Regions from separate parts of the Mus musculus genome. Here all the other regions are linked to region 1. The links are chromatin contacts, called in public HiChIP or PLAC-seq and promoter capture Hi-C maps. All regions are on one chromosome and are shown on one strand. Each heading gives the region's core, a stretch centred on a gene start, on an enhancer-like site or on the middle of the called end of the contact. The rest is flanking DNA. Distances are from core to core; before and after follow the strand shown. Region 1 holds the start of Senp1 (SUMO1/sentrin specific peptidase 1). Region 2 holds the start of Rpap3 (RNA polymerase II associated protein 3). Region 3 holds the start of Rapgef3 (Rap guanine nucleotide exchange factor (GEF) 3).

Evidence for each region. Promoter capture Hi-C pulls out the DNA fragments that hold promoters and counts their contacts. HiChIP or PLAC-seq counts read pairs in DNA pulled down with a chosen protein or histone mark.
Region 2: a contact with region 1 is called in an H3K4me3 HiChIP or PLAC-seq map of bone marrow-derived macrophages, with 4 times the contacts expected there. The contact joins the promoter of Rpap3 here to the promoter of Senp1 in region 1. A contact is called at or near these places in 1 of 39 promoter capture datasets (embryonic stem cells), 5 of 115 datasets of contacts at active chromatin or transcription factors (the 230-238 cell line, bone marrow-derived macrophages, pancreatic cancer cells and 2 more) and 2 of 9 other capture datasets (adipose tissue and liver).
Region 3: a contact with region 1 is called in a promoter capture Hi-C map of pre-B cells, with 2.7 times the contacts expected there. The contact joins the promoter of Rapgef3 here to the promoter of Senp1 in region 1. A contact is called at or near these places in 5 of 39 promoter capture datasets (the 3T3-L1 cell line, hippocampal neurons, liver and 2 more) and 1 of 9 other capture datasets (adipose tissue).

The regions. Positions count from the first base shown.
Region 1 is chr15:98,091,603-98,096,258 of GRCm38.p6, forward strand. It overlaps Senp1 (SUMO1/sentrin specific peptidase 1), which reads right to left and starts at 1,967. Exons shown (of 18, transcript NM_144851.5): 1 at 1,681-1,967. It also overlaps a transcript of Pfkm not described here.
Region 2 is chr15:97,703,624-97,708,279 of GRCm38.p6, forward strand. It overlaps Rpap3 (RNA polymerase II associated protein 3), which reads right to left and starts at 2,199. Exons shown (of 17, transcript NM_028003.2): 1 at 2,127-2,199.
Region 3 is chr15:97,765,202-97,769,857 of GRCm38.p6, forward strand. It overlaps Rapgef3 (Rap guanine nucleotide exchange factor (GEF) 3), which reads right to left and starts at 2,465. Exons shown (of 28, transcript NM_001177810.1): 1 at 2,194-2,465; 2 at 1,561-1,773. The coding sequence starts at 2,199. It overlaps Rapgef3os2 (a long non-coding RNA gene), which reads left to right. Exons shown (of 3, transcript XR_384421.2): 2 at 1,467-2,690; 3 at 3,174-3,636.

The DNA of each region.
Region 1 (4,656 bases), core at 717-3,216:
TTTAGCGCACTAATGAAGCTACTAGAAAAATATAGCCCTGTACAGTTACCTGTATCCAGAGCCAACATGTGCAAGTAAGCATGCGAATAACACAATGATACCCTGTGATACAGTCTACACTTCACCATCATCTGTCACCTGTGATACACTTTACACTTCGCCATCATCTGTTCAGGTCCGCACCATAGTATTTTTATGTGGACTCTCTCCCCCAGTTAAATTAGTACCTTAAGCACCTTACTATTCTAACCTTTAAATAGTACTTAACTTCTTACACACATACACTAAGTGTGGGGTTCTGGGATATAAACACAAGAAAGCTCTGGCCTTTGCCCTTTAGTAGTTTTCAGGCCAGGCGAGGAAGCCAGATCCAGTCACACAGACAGCAAAACTAGTATGACGGGTAGGAGAAAGAGAAGACAGTGGAAGAAGAAAATTACATCACCTTAGCCACAAGTGGCAGAACCTGTTTGTAAACTCATCCACTCCCTCTCCAGACCTAATTCATCAGATGAGTGATAGGCTACCCACGTTTGCCGTTTGGATAATTGACTGAAATCAGGGAATGAAGCTCTTTAAAGAGGGGGTGGGGTGGGGGGGGGGACAGGTAGTCTAACTGGAAGGTTCAGGTCACTATTACAGGTGTCACTGTAACCTCAAGGGCAGTAATCCACATTTCAGCAAGAGTCGTGAATACAAATCATCTTTATGAAGAATACTTAAACATGTTTTACTTCATCCAGAATGTCCTACTACATCGAAAACCCTACATCAAATGGTTGATTGCACATAAAAGGACTATACAAAATTTTGCAAGAATCACCATCACTCCAAATACAATTAAGTATGCCACGTGAAGTAAGTAATTTTAACAAGTGTGCCTTAAAAGTGATAAAGGAGCAAGTTATTGCCAACAAGATAACAGAAAAACTGTAGAGGTACTGATAAAACAGAAATCACCAAGCTCAAGACAAGAGGAAGCCAGCATATATCCAGAAAGATCACGTTAGGGTATACGAAGAAAAGGTTCAAGGGAATTCATTACCAAGAGGCGATGAGCCAGGTAAGGAGACGGCGGCAGTTAAGGGGGTTTTCATAACCTATGCAGAAGGGTCCAGACGTTTCTCTCTGGTGGTGGCTCTAGCAATATCACATCCCAGGGAATTATCACAGGGTAAAAAGAGTTGGAGAATTGTTTTACGTGAGACTCGGTAGGCGAGGAGTAGCATTCAGGTTTCAAGGAAGAAGAGAGGCGAAGCAGGTGGGAGCGACAGCTCAACTTCCTCGTAGAGAACAGCTCTTCCTCCCGGGGACCCTGCTCTGGCGGGAAACTCCCGCGATCCCAACCGGCCTTCTCTCTTTGGAAAAGTAGAGTGGGATGTAGAAGGAGGCCGTGCTGTGACCGCGGGGAGATGGCCTCTCCGCGGGTCGGGAGACCGGAGGGCTGAAAGGGCGGCCTCAGTGAGCCCAACTACCAGACCCGGGCCAGGCAGCCGCGACCGGGCAGCAGGGGGGAATGGAGGTGGTCCCAAGGGGCGGGGCGGAAGACAGGGCACGGTCCCCACCGCCGTCCTCCTTTCCGCTCGGCCCCGCCGAGGCCCGCGGGCCCAGCCTGACACAGCCTCCCGGCCCGGTCTCCCTCCATCCTCACCCCTCCCCCAGTTTCCCGCCGCCACTCACCGAACCGGAACCGGCTGCTAGGCAAAGGGGTTTCCGGCCGGGCGCGGACCGCAAAGCCCGGGAACCTCCGGGAACCGGAACCTTCTTTACTCTACCGGAAGACCGTTTGGCGGGCGCGGAGGAGGGAAGGGGGTGGGACAAGAGGTCAAAGAGCGAGCTACAGGCTCGCGGGACGCCTGCGCGAGGTGGCGAGGCCCGAGACGTGGAGGGAGCGTTTGACTCGCGTCTCCATCTCCCTGTCACCCTGTCAGACTGGGGCTTTTTCTCTTCGTCGCACTTGGAGTACTGTTAGTGCGCCCGCCGTCCTTTGGTTTTCTCTGTCCCTCGGCTCCTTGACCCGCTGTCATCTGGTTCCGTTCGGTGACCTTTTTTTGGCTTACGCACAGGTTTCCATGGCAGCTGTTCGCTAGGGCCCTAGATGTTTGGAAACCTGCGCCTTCCCCGACAAATCCTCATTTTGAGTTCTAAATTGATTTTTACCTCTAGCTTCTGAAAATTAGTGTGCATCTTGTCACGCTTGACACGCTTGACTGATCACAGGAAGTGGGGCTAGGGGGAAGAGCAGAGACTAAGAAACTTTGGGAACACCTTAGCTTAGACTCTTAACAACACACCTAGCCTTATATAACTGGAATAATTTTAAACAGTGATCTCTAGTGGGATTCACCAGAGGTCTTAAACATGTAATCAATGCCAGACTTTTAAAGACAGAATGGAGGAAAAATTAACTTGTTCATTCAAATTACTTACCGAGCTTCTTAATTTAATTACGCCTCTGGCGCAGGCCCTATTTGGAAAGAGGCTTCAGAATAGTATTCTAGACCCAGGTGACTGCCTGTCTGAATTCACTCTTGAAGAAAGAAAAGCCTCTGGAATCTGCCAGCCTCATCTATTCTCTAAGCATAAGGAGATAAACTTGTTTCTTCAGGGGATCCTGACTTGTTATGTATATAAACGATTATATCACCTTATATGCTGATATTTTTATATGGCCAAGTCCTAAAACCCAGTGGTATTAAGTGTACCTAGACCATGTTGACCTTTGACACTTTAAATATTCTATGGATCTATTTATTTGGATTAAACTTTCTTTACTTCTAGGAAGTAGCCATGCGTAGAGAGGAGTTTCAGCTGAGATTTTTCATGTGCGTGATTGAGTCTCGCCAAGTAGTCAGGACTACTCAGAGCACAGGTACCATTGATTATGTTATAGTGACAAGGGATATGTTCTCTCAGAGCTATACAGGATGAGAGCTTCTGGCAGAATTATAAACTTAAGGGGTCGACGGGCTTGTTTTCTATTCCTAGTAGGAAAAATATTTTGTCACCGTGTTGGGGTGTTTTCTTTGTACAAGTATAAGGGAGATGCTATCCTCATCCCAGGCAAAGGAGGAAGACTTGGGAGCTGAGAACAAGAAACATGGAACATGGGAAGGGTGTTGATTTCTATTTAATTTATAGATTATTCTAACCTATCTGGGGTGACTTGTAGTAGGAGTCCTTGTTGATACTCAGTGGGCACCCCCAAACATGTAAGTCAGGACTTAAAGAGAACTTCCACTCTTTTCTAACTGGTAGTGATATGTTCTGCTTTGCCTCTGTTAATACTAAAGGAATAGAATCGTTTAGAGGTAGTAAACTAGTTACTGAGAACAATCCATTCTCTTAATCGTCTTTACCGCGTTTATGCTAAGTGTTTATTCAAAAGAAGTTCTGAATAGCTAAGCCTCTTAGGGAAAGTAGAAGAGAAAGGAGCACACCCTCCCTGGTCCCCACCCTGATGGTGACCCACAGTTATCGCTTCCCAGCGGGGGAAGCTTCAACCTCCAACATGACCATACCGGAGTCAAAGGCAGATGACCAGTGGAGACTAGACGGTATGGATGATGATCCAAGCACCGTGGGACCTGTATCTATTCCTGACACTGGTGAGGCCTGTGAGTAAACAATGGGGATTGGTGGGGAAAGGCGCGGTGAAGAGCAAAAGGTTTGTTCACAGCATGATGGTCACGGTGACAAAATACCCAATTCGGGGTAATGTAGAGAATGAATTTTATTTACGGTTTAGGAAACTTAGGAAGCTGGAAGCCCACGAATAGGCAGCTTCTTTTGTTTGGCTTCTGCTTAGGATTCCCTTGGTTGAGCCACATGACAGCAAGAACATAAGCAAGAAGAAGGAGGGAATCACACAGTAAGCCAGATGGGGTCAGGGCGGGGCGCAGTCTGTATGTCTGTCTTATAACGGCCTTCTTCAACAGGAGCTGACTGGGACCCATGGGACCTCATTAGCTCCTGCCCAGGCCATTCCCTCCCAGCAGAGCCCATGATGCCCCGGATGCCATGATCTCAACACAGGAAACTCTGAGAGATGTGCTCACATGGTTTCCAAGCCATAGCCATGCTAAGTCACTTGCCTCCCTCATTACTCTAAGCTATGTAGTTCGACTTCCATGTTGTTAGTAAACCTTATATAGAAAAACGTGAAACTCCCACCAATGGATTAAATTAAGGTATTATTATTATGTTACAAAATTATTCCAAGCTGGGTGGTGGTGGCACATGCCTTTAATCACAGCACTCGGTAGGCAGAGGCAGGCTGATTTCTGAGTTCCAGGCCAGCCTGGTCTACAAAGTGAGTTCCAGGACAGCCAAGGCTACACAGAGAAACAGAGAAACCCTGTCTCGAAAAACAAAAACAAAACAAAAAATTATTCCAAAGACTATAAAATTTACCCTGGGAAACATTTAATAACAGGTTTATCTTGTATAATTTAATAAAGGTTCAACTCACCAATACTTTATATTAAATTTTAGGAACACATCTATATGTTCCTTCTCAACTTAAAAGCATCTATATTGGAGCCAGTTCACTGACAATACTTCCTTCGTTTCTACTGTGTGCCAATGACATATTAGAAATAACACATTATAAAGCACGCTGTGCTGTTCCATTGCTGGGACACAGTGCTCTCATCA
Region 2 (4,656 bases), core at 949-3,448, 390 kb before region 1:
ACTCGGGGCAGACAGTAACACACCAGGCCTGGGGGTGATAGCCGACATTCTAAAAGTCACATAAAAGTAATTGACTGGTAATATAAAAATAACCCGATGCCTGATTAGATCGAGACGTTGGGAAGAAGAGAAAGATTTAAACGATGTTCTAGATTTCTGCTTGGTAGAAACTGGTAATATCTTTTTAAGTCAAGAAATCCAGCTCTGAGGGACTGGAAAGGAGGCTCCTGACTAGAGCACTCAACACGACGCAAGCCTAACAACGTTAAGGCTTGGTGATACCTAGTGGTACCCACACGATCCCTGGTACCCCACCCACACACAGGTGCAAAGGGAAAACTGACTCCACAAAGTTGTCGTCTGATGTGTGTGCCATGGCACATGCATGCACCGTCGCACGCCACATATGCATAGCGTGAAAATAAAACTTTGGCAAAGCAATGCAATTGTAAAAGGAAAACGCGCACGTTGGGGGAGGGGGCAGATGAGTAAGAGGATTGTTTCAGTCTGGAATATGTTGAATGTGAGCACTTAGGGGCCATCAGAAGGTATTGAGTAGATAGAAAGGACTAGAGAGAAATGTGGGTGACACCATTAATAAGGTAGAAACTCTTGCATTTGAACGTGCTCAGAGACTGTACTGACGGAAGCTCGGCAGGGCCTGAAGAGTGGCAGCCTTAGGGAACAGGAAGATCAGAAAAAGGAGGTGGCAGTACCTATAGGGAGCTGGGCCCATATGAGAGCTGCCACCCACCCACCGCCTGAGAAAATTAACATGTTAAGTAGGAAAGTTTAGCAGCGCACACACGTGCTCGTATGTTCATGGCGTTAGGTCATAAAAAGACTGAGAATAGTCGCAGGATTTTTACGGATAGAAATGAGTTAAATGAATCACGTTACATGGGACAGGGGTTAACGTTGTCTTTCCTAATGTAACTCCATTGGAAGCACATGAAGCTCACAGCGGTGCACAGTCGACCACTGCTTCTGGTTCCAGCTATCCAGGAGGCAGAGGGGGCCTCACAAATTAAACTCAACATGACGCCTTAGCACACCTTAAGAGTAAGTTTTAAAGGGCTAGGACATAGCATTTGCCAACATGTGAAAGATGCTGAAGACTGTAAGAGAGACAGAAGACAGACAGGCAGATAGATACAATGGGTAAAGTGACTGGACTAGGTACCTTAAGATAGGAATACTTGGAGGGAGGTTATAAGAGCTTTCCCCCCCCCCACCCCCCACCCCCAGTAAAAAGAGGCTGTTTAAAACGGCTCGGCCCGACAGTGGTGATGCACGCCTTTAATCCCAGCTCTCGGTAGGCAGAGGCAGGCGGATTTCTGAGTTCAAGGCCAGCCTGGTCTACAGAGTGAGTTCCAGGACAGCCAGGGCTACACAGAGAAACATTGTCTCGAAAAACAAAACAAAACAAACAAACAAAAAGTGTAAAACGGATCTTCTGACTCAGCCTCAACGAGGCAGTTTAAGCGTCAAGCAGTGTCCACTTTTGGTTATGCGCATGCATTTCATTCATAAACAAATCCCGCATAACGCTTTGCTGAACACAAACCAGTACACCTGCAAAACGAGACCCTTAAACGCTGCACGTCTTCAATCCCAGCACTCAGGAGGGAGGCAGAGGCCCGCGGTTCGAGGCCAGCATGGTCTACTACACAGCGAATTGCAGGGCAGCCTGGGCTACAGAGAAACCCTGTCTCTAAACAAACAAGCAGACCATGAGATGCTGTAAGGGCGGCAGCTCTCCTTCCACCCACCCCCGGGTCCTAGGGCAGCCCATGCTGCCAGGACGGGGTTCGTTCCGCAGGCAACCAGAAACTTCCAGAGCCTGGGGAACCACGTTCACGTCCCGTATCAAGCCAAGCCTGCATACCCTGGCCTGACGGAGCCCGCAGGTCCGCCGCCCTCGCGGGACCGTGGCTCCGGAGGTCCCGCCACCGCAGACCGCCCGAGCCCGGACGCGGAGCCAGCTCAGGCCGAACCCTGGGCAGCGCGCGGAGAGCGCACTCGGGAACCAGCCCCGGCGCCCCGCCGCTGCTCCCGGCCCGGGCCCAGCCCCGCTCTTCCACCCCACGCCCCTGCAGCCAGCGGGAACGGTAAAGCCTACTCACCCGCCACGGCGGCCACCAACCTCACCGGCTCCAGGGAGACGCACGGCGTCCTACACCACCGCCGGAGGTCTGCGCCTTCCCACAAGGCCCCGCGCGCCGCTCGAGCGTGCGCAGAAGGTTCGGCTCCCGCGCTCGGCTGCTCTTGCTTTGCTGGCGGTGGACGTAGACTGATGTTCTAACCTCTTCTAGACTAAGCGTGAGGATCCCCCAAAGTGCACCCATCTTGACGTATTGACCTCCAAAGCATAAAGCCTTTTACTCCCCTCGATTGTGTTTCTGAGAGCTGCCCTGCTTTCCACTAACGAGATGTTTGTAGCCTCTGAAAATCCTAGGAGAAAGTTACTGTAACTTCTAAGAACTGTCAATGCTGGAACTCTGCTGTTTTCTCTCTGAGTCTTGTATGTGGCTGCTGGTCTTCCTTGTGCTTTTTTGCTACTAATCTTTTTCCTTTTCTAAGATTATCTGTAGATTTCGGGCTTGTGTCTATCTTTAGATAGACCCTGGCTTATCTAAAAGAATGACTGAAACCTGTAATGCTTGCTTCTGCTTCCTTTGTGAGTGAAGCTGTTTCCTATGTAATAACTCTGTTGTACAATGCAATGGGTATAATTTTTTAAGTCCACAAACCAACTTTTTTCAAACTGAATGGAAAACATATCATCTCAAAGATCAGTTATTCATTCACAAGTTTGACTGAACCTTCGAATCACACAAGGGAGGCAGCCGTGCAGGTGTGTATCCCACACACGCTGATTTATGAATCTTATCCCAGAGGTTTGACATAATTAATCTTCGATACAACTTCAGCATCAGTCATTTTCAAAGCACTGGGTACAGCTGTGCAGCTGCAAAACACTAATCTACCTGCCTGTCAATGAAAAACCGCCCCTGGTCTTTCCTCACTAGGTCATATCATTAGGATCTTTCTTTCCCTCATGGTGTGACTGGTTGTCTTTTAAGTTCATTTAAAAGTAAAGATCAGAAACTGAAGAGAAGTCTCCATGGTTAAGAATGCTGTTCCCTGGCTGTCAAGATGGCTCAACGGGTAAGAGCACTGACTGCTCTTCCAGAGGTCCTAAATTCAATATCCAACAACCACATGAAGGCTTACAACCATCTGTACAACTACAGTGTACTCACATACAATAAATAAATAAATAAATAAATAAATAAATAAATAAATAAATAAATCTTTAAAAAAAAAAGAAAAGAAAAAGAAAGAATGCTGTTCCCTGTTGCAGAAAACTTGAGTTCCCAGCACCCATGTGGTAGTTAACAGTTCTGTAACTACAATTCCAGAGGATCTGACGCCCTCTTCTGGCCTCTTAGCACCAGGCGTGCATGTGGTGTGCATACATACATACATATATGCAGGCAAGCACTCTTACACATTATAAAAATAAAAGAGCATTATTTTCTGATGATATTGTAGATAAACTAGCTTTTAACAAAGTGTAACTGTTTCTGTAGCAAATCCTACTCTGTGTACTCCACCACCCACAGCAGGTGCCATTGCAGACAAACTAGGTTTAAAAAAATGTTTTTAATGTGGATGCTCGGGTACACCTTTAATCTTAGCATTGCAGAGGCAGAAGCAGGTGGATCTCTGCGAGTTCAGGGTCTACATAGTGAGTTCCTCACCAACCGGAGTCATGTGATGATACCCGGTCTGAAATAAACAAAAATAAATAGAAATAGGGCTAGAGAGGCGGCTCGCCAGTTCAGAGCACCGGCTGTTCTTCCAGAGAACCTGGATTTGATTCCCAGAGGTGGATCATAACTGTGTGTAACTCTGGTTCCCAGAGAACTGACATCCCGGGGCACCAGGCACACATGTGATGCACAGGACTACCATGAAAGCAAAACACTCAAACACATAAAGTTTAAAATAATTTTAATTTAAAAATAAATAAATAAAAATTTAAAAGAATCTAAATGTGTCTAAATTAGCCATAATTCTATTTAAAACAGACGTTGACATTCATAGGAAAGCAACTACATTTGCTATCTCACTTTCAGGCAGGGTTGATGGAGAAGGGAGACAGCAGGGGGCCAACCAGCTGCTCCACTGAAACTCCATAGCACCCTTGGGTGGTGAATCCTTCCCCCTCCCCCGATGTGTATACTGAATACAATCAATTGTAACAGAACCATCTCCATGGCCATTGCTTCCGAACTTTGAGGTACTATTGTCCCACTTGTGACAACCGTCCCCTCTGTGAGCTCAGACTGGACCATCTTCTCTGTAGATGGCATGCCTCTCTGCTTCTATTGACAATTATCTCTACATAGGCTTCCGTACAACAGGCAAACCATGTCTTCCCAACCCCTCCTGTGAATAAACTGTAGTCATCTCCATTGAGTTTACTGTTAATCTCTTCGACAGTTGTTCTCAAGGAAATAATCTCTTTATTTGATGTCTGTTGAAATTGTAATGGTCATGGGAAGTAAACACAAATATTTATCACTGCAAAAGCGAAACGCTGCAGTGACTTCTGAGAATGCTGTTGAGGTTTCATGCCGCAATTAT
Region 3 (4,656 bases), core at 1,215-3,714, 330 kb before region 1:
ACAGGAACACTTCACGAATCAAAAGAGCCACAAAAGAGCCAAGAGGTGCAGCCTCCATGGGGGTCAGAGAGCCTCTTATGTCCAGGCTGAACCTACCTCACTCCACTCATAGGGATGGGCGTGGTGGGGAGAGGGGAAACAGTTATTCCAAGCAGCCTAGACCCATTGCCTCCATACCTGGCAGAAGAGGGCCTTGCTTTCAGACCTCTGACCCCCTTTACACCCCAGCAGCCCCCACACAATCTGGCCCGTCCTTTCTGAGGTCTTAGGGGAGAACGAGATTGAAGAGGACTTCTCCACCCTCTCAAACTTCCGATCCCAAGAAATTCCCCAGTGACCTCATTGTCCCGGTAACTGACCTTCTCCTACCCCCTACCTAGCTTCCCCAAGCTGGGAAGGGGACAGGAAATGCACAAGTAATTATAGCCTGAAAGGGAGGGCGGGTTCCAGCCGGCTAGATTGCAGCAGGAACTACTGGACTGACCCAGAGCCTGTGTAGGGTTGTGGGGTAGGACAAGCCTCCCCTCCCATCCCCGCCCCTATCAGAAAGACGCAGGGAGAGAGGGGCTAGCAGGGACTCAACTCCAGTGTCCAAGGGTCTCCTCTAGACCCACCTGGGGCTTTCTCAGCCCAGTGTCCTCTATTAGAAATGGAAGTAGTGTTTGGACAAGGTAGGAAAAGGAGATAACCAATGATGATATTTTTTTACTCAAAAAGACTTGCTGGTGAGAGATGATCCTCTCTAAGACTGTCACCCATTCCTGTCTTCTCTCCACCGTCCACACAGTACCCTCTGCCCCCTACACACACACACAGAGAGAGAGAGAGAGAGAGAGAGAGAGAGAGAGAGAGAGAGGGAGAGAGAGAGAGAGAGAGAGAGAGAGAGAGAGAGGGAGAGGGAGAGGGAGAGGGAGAGAGAGAGAGAGAGAGAGAGAGAGAGCATACAGACAGGACTGTTGTGCCCAGTAGTTGGAAAGAGAAGACTCCTGGAGCCTGGAGCCTGGTTCCTGGCTTCCCCCTCCCTAGCCCTGTCTTTCTCACTGGCTTCCTTCAGCAGTCCTTCTCCACCCTGAAACCTCTTCAGTCCCCCGTGGCCGGTGCCAAGCTTTATCCACGCAAATACCTCACCCCAGGAGCCAAAAAACAGATTCAGCCCAGTTCAATTGTTCACAAAAGGAGACCGTTGCCACGGTGATGTGTCAGGAACAGTAACCAAGCTAATTTCACCCCCATTTGACCTAGCCCCACATCTCCCACTGCCTCACAGAAAGAACTCAAACATGTAAGCCCATGCCTGGCACATGGAAGTGATGGATAAATGATAAAACCCTTTCCTGCTCACCCACCGGTGGCTGAATGGGGCAGCGCAGCATGCCATACACACGGGGCATACAGGCATACAGGCTCATTGTGTGACCAGCAAAACACACACTGCCACCAAACTTCAATGCCTTCTCTTCACCCAGATGAATTTGCTCTGGAGAAAGCTGCCTGGCCCACCAGCACTACAATCCCGACTCTTCCAGCCCTGACCCAGCCTGGCAGATGGCCGGTACTCACCCAGCGGAGTCCCTGGATGCAGCTGGGGCGCCGGTGCTCGAACACTAGCTGGTAAGAGCAGCAGCGGGGACGGTGCATTCTCTTCAACACCATATTGAGCAGCGTGCCCTCCGGAACCACGTCCGGGAGACCTCCCACCTGCGGTGCCCCCACAGCTGGACTCTCCACCACAGCTGGGCCCACCTGCCAGTGGTTCTCACCTGGCCAGCTGACCTGTGATGTGGGGAGGAAAGAGGACAGCCATCGGCCGGAGGAGCTGGACCTCCCCACTACCACCCCTGGCTTAGCGTCCTCTGGACTTGGACTGGTCATGCGGAGGTGCGGCAACCCTGCCAGGAGCCGGGGGAGGGACAGGAAGACCTGCCCCGGGTCCTGCTGGCTTGGCGCACCTAGGGGTCTCCACTCAACTCACAACGATGGGGCTCTTCTCAGTTCTGGCTGGAATTCGGCCCCACCTCACTACCCATGTCCTGAAGGCATGTCCACCTTTGTACACACACTAGATCCCCAGAAGCAGCTTTTCCTCAAATTCTCCTCCCCGCCACTCTCTCCCACCCAAACTCCCCCACGTGTCGGCTTCCTCTCCCGCCCTTTCCAGCAGCTTTCTTTGGCCCTGACTCCGGCCCACCTTACCTTCATGTTTCTTCTCCAGCTCACACCGCGGTGCTCGCCCTAGCAAGAGGCTGCAGGATCCCTGGAGCGGTATGAGTGTGAGTCCCGAGATGCAGCGAAGGGCCAGCCCCTAGTCAGACAGGTTGCCTGGAGCAGCAAGATGCAGGGCTAGGCAGATAGGGTTTGTCCTGGGTGAATAGAGGGCTGGGGGTGTGGGGCAGCCCCCACCCCTTCCCAAAGGCTAAGAACTCCAAGCCTCCGCCTCCGTCCCAGATGTAAGAGCCAGCTGGCACAGGGCGTTCAAGCGAAGCTGCAGCTGGCACTGGTCCGGGCGGGAGCTGTCACACCCCCTGCGCTGCCCGCCCCTTCCCCTCCCCGGACAGGCCGAGGGGGCGGGGAGCAGGCACGAGCTTTACGGTAGGGGTGGGCATAGGGGAAGGGGCAGAACCAACAGCTGATGGAGTCCCTACCCGAGACTACGTCAGTGGGTTCAAGCTCCTGTCCCGAAGCCTCAGCGGGTAGGAAGTGCCTTAGGGTATCTGCCCCTGCAGCTGCCCGGGTGCCGGGTTAGGGGCGGTGATGGCTGCACCCGCCGCCACGTGGCCAAGAGGAGAAATGCAAACAAGGAAACTAGGGAAGGGGGAGGGAGTGAGTCATGGCGGCCCCACCCGGGAGGGAAATCCGGGCTGGGGCCGCTTCCTGGCCTGGGGCGTCCGGCCTCCCGTTTGGGTTCAGGGTTTCCAGCAGCCCGGGGCTGGAACTGGGCAGCCTTCCCGTGGGGGAATCTCGTTGCCTGGCTTCCCACCTTTGCCCTCCCAAACGCATACACTGGCGCGGGTGGGGAAATTGAGGCTGGCGGGGAGGGACTGCATTCCAGATGGAGAGAGAGACAAGTGGTTGGATTTACTGTGCCGGGACTCGGATTTGTTGCAGAGTTTCAAAGACAGCCTGGGCTTTGGGGCCATGCCCCGCCCCCCAAATGCTCCCCTATGCCCGGCTAGGTGGTGAAGGCAGAGCACACCTCCTCCCTGGGCCTCTTTGCCCCTTCCGCACAGATGGCCGGCACTTCGCACTTCGTCTCACTCGCTCCTGCTTCCTAGTGGACAGACTGTGACCAGGGACGGTGATTTCCGTGGCGCCCGGTGATTGCTCAGGACATTGATGAGGGTCTAGAAGAAGGCACAGGTTCCACCCCAGCGTTTTAAAGCTTTCTAGCCTCCTCTCTTCTTTCCCACTGCCATTAAGCCAGGAAGCGGGAGAGAGGGCTAAATCCAGCATAGCTAAGCCCATTTCCACCCAGAACTGAGAACTTTAACCATCATTTAAAAACTGAATTTAAATGTGTGTGTGTCTCAACAGTTTTTCTCTCCCCAAGGGCACGACTGGTTTAACTCCTCAAATTCTGGTTCCATCCTATTGGCATGAAATGGAAAGTCTGAGCTTTGAATGAACATTTTGAACAAACAGGTCGTCTGTAGTGCCCACCCTTTGAGGCACACTAGTGAAGATTTCTCTGCCCCTGTGAGGAAAGAGGGAAACCTAGAAAGAAGTCTGCCTTACAATTCGAAGAATAGCTCGTATACTTGGCTTAAAAGGAGAGGAGATGGGTGGGTAGTGTCTCGCATGTGCAGTTGTAGGTGAAATGGTGGCCGCAGTCAGGATGCTGGATCTGCCCTAGTAGGTCTTGCAAAAGAGTTTTCTGAAACTAACTGTGGAGTAGGAAGGGGGTGTTTCCTATTCCTGCTGCCCCACTTAGGTCAGGGGAGAAAGATGCTAAGAGATGCAGCAGGACCTGTGACTACTTCTTTTAATGCCTTTTGGGGGGGGGTGGTTTTTTTTGTTTGTTTGTTTTTTGTTTTTTGAGACAGGGTTTCTCTGTATAGTCTTGGCTGTCCTGGAACTCACTTTGAAGACCAGGCTGGCCTCGAACTCAGAAATCCGCCTGTCTCTGCCTCCCAAGTGCTGGGATTAAAGGCGTGTGTCACCACCGCCCGGCAATGATGGTTTTTTTAATGATGGTTCTTAAACACTTTAACCTGCCTTTAGCCCATCAGCCACCAGAGGTAGTGGGAAAGAAAGGATATGGGGGAAGTTGGAAATGGGCAGTTCAGTTCAGCAGGCAGCAGCGGCAACTCATTCACTCACAAACACTTCATGGATACACCAGCAGTCCAGTTCTGTAGAGTCAGGCTAGCATCGGGAACACCAGGAAAAGTTCTCAGCTGTGTCTCCCTCAGGGAAGGGAAGATCCGAGAGACCCACAAGCGTTGCACAGCTAGCCGTACCAGCAAGCCAAGCTCTGTCTCCGTCATTCCATGGAGTCCTATTTATACCCTTCAAACGCCCCATGTCCTCCACGTGCCTTGCCTCACACGGGTTTTGCCTCAGCATGTGCATCCGATCACCCCAAGTCTGCAGGAAGCAGCAAGAAACCGCAGTATATCTCCAGAAGGTTTTTGGTGCATTTGATGCGTTTGTTAGAGT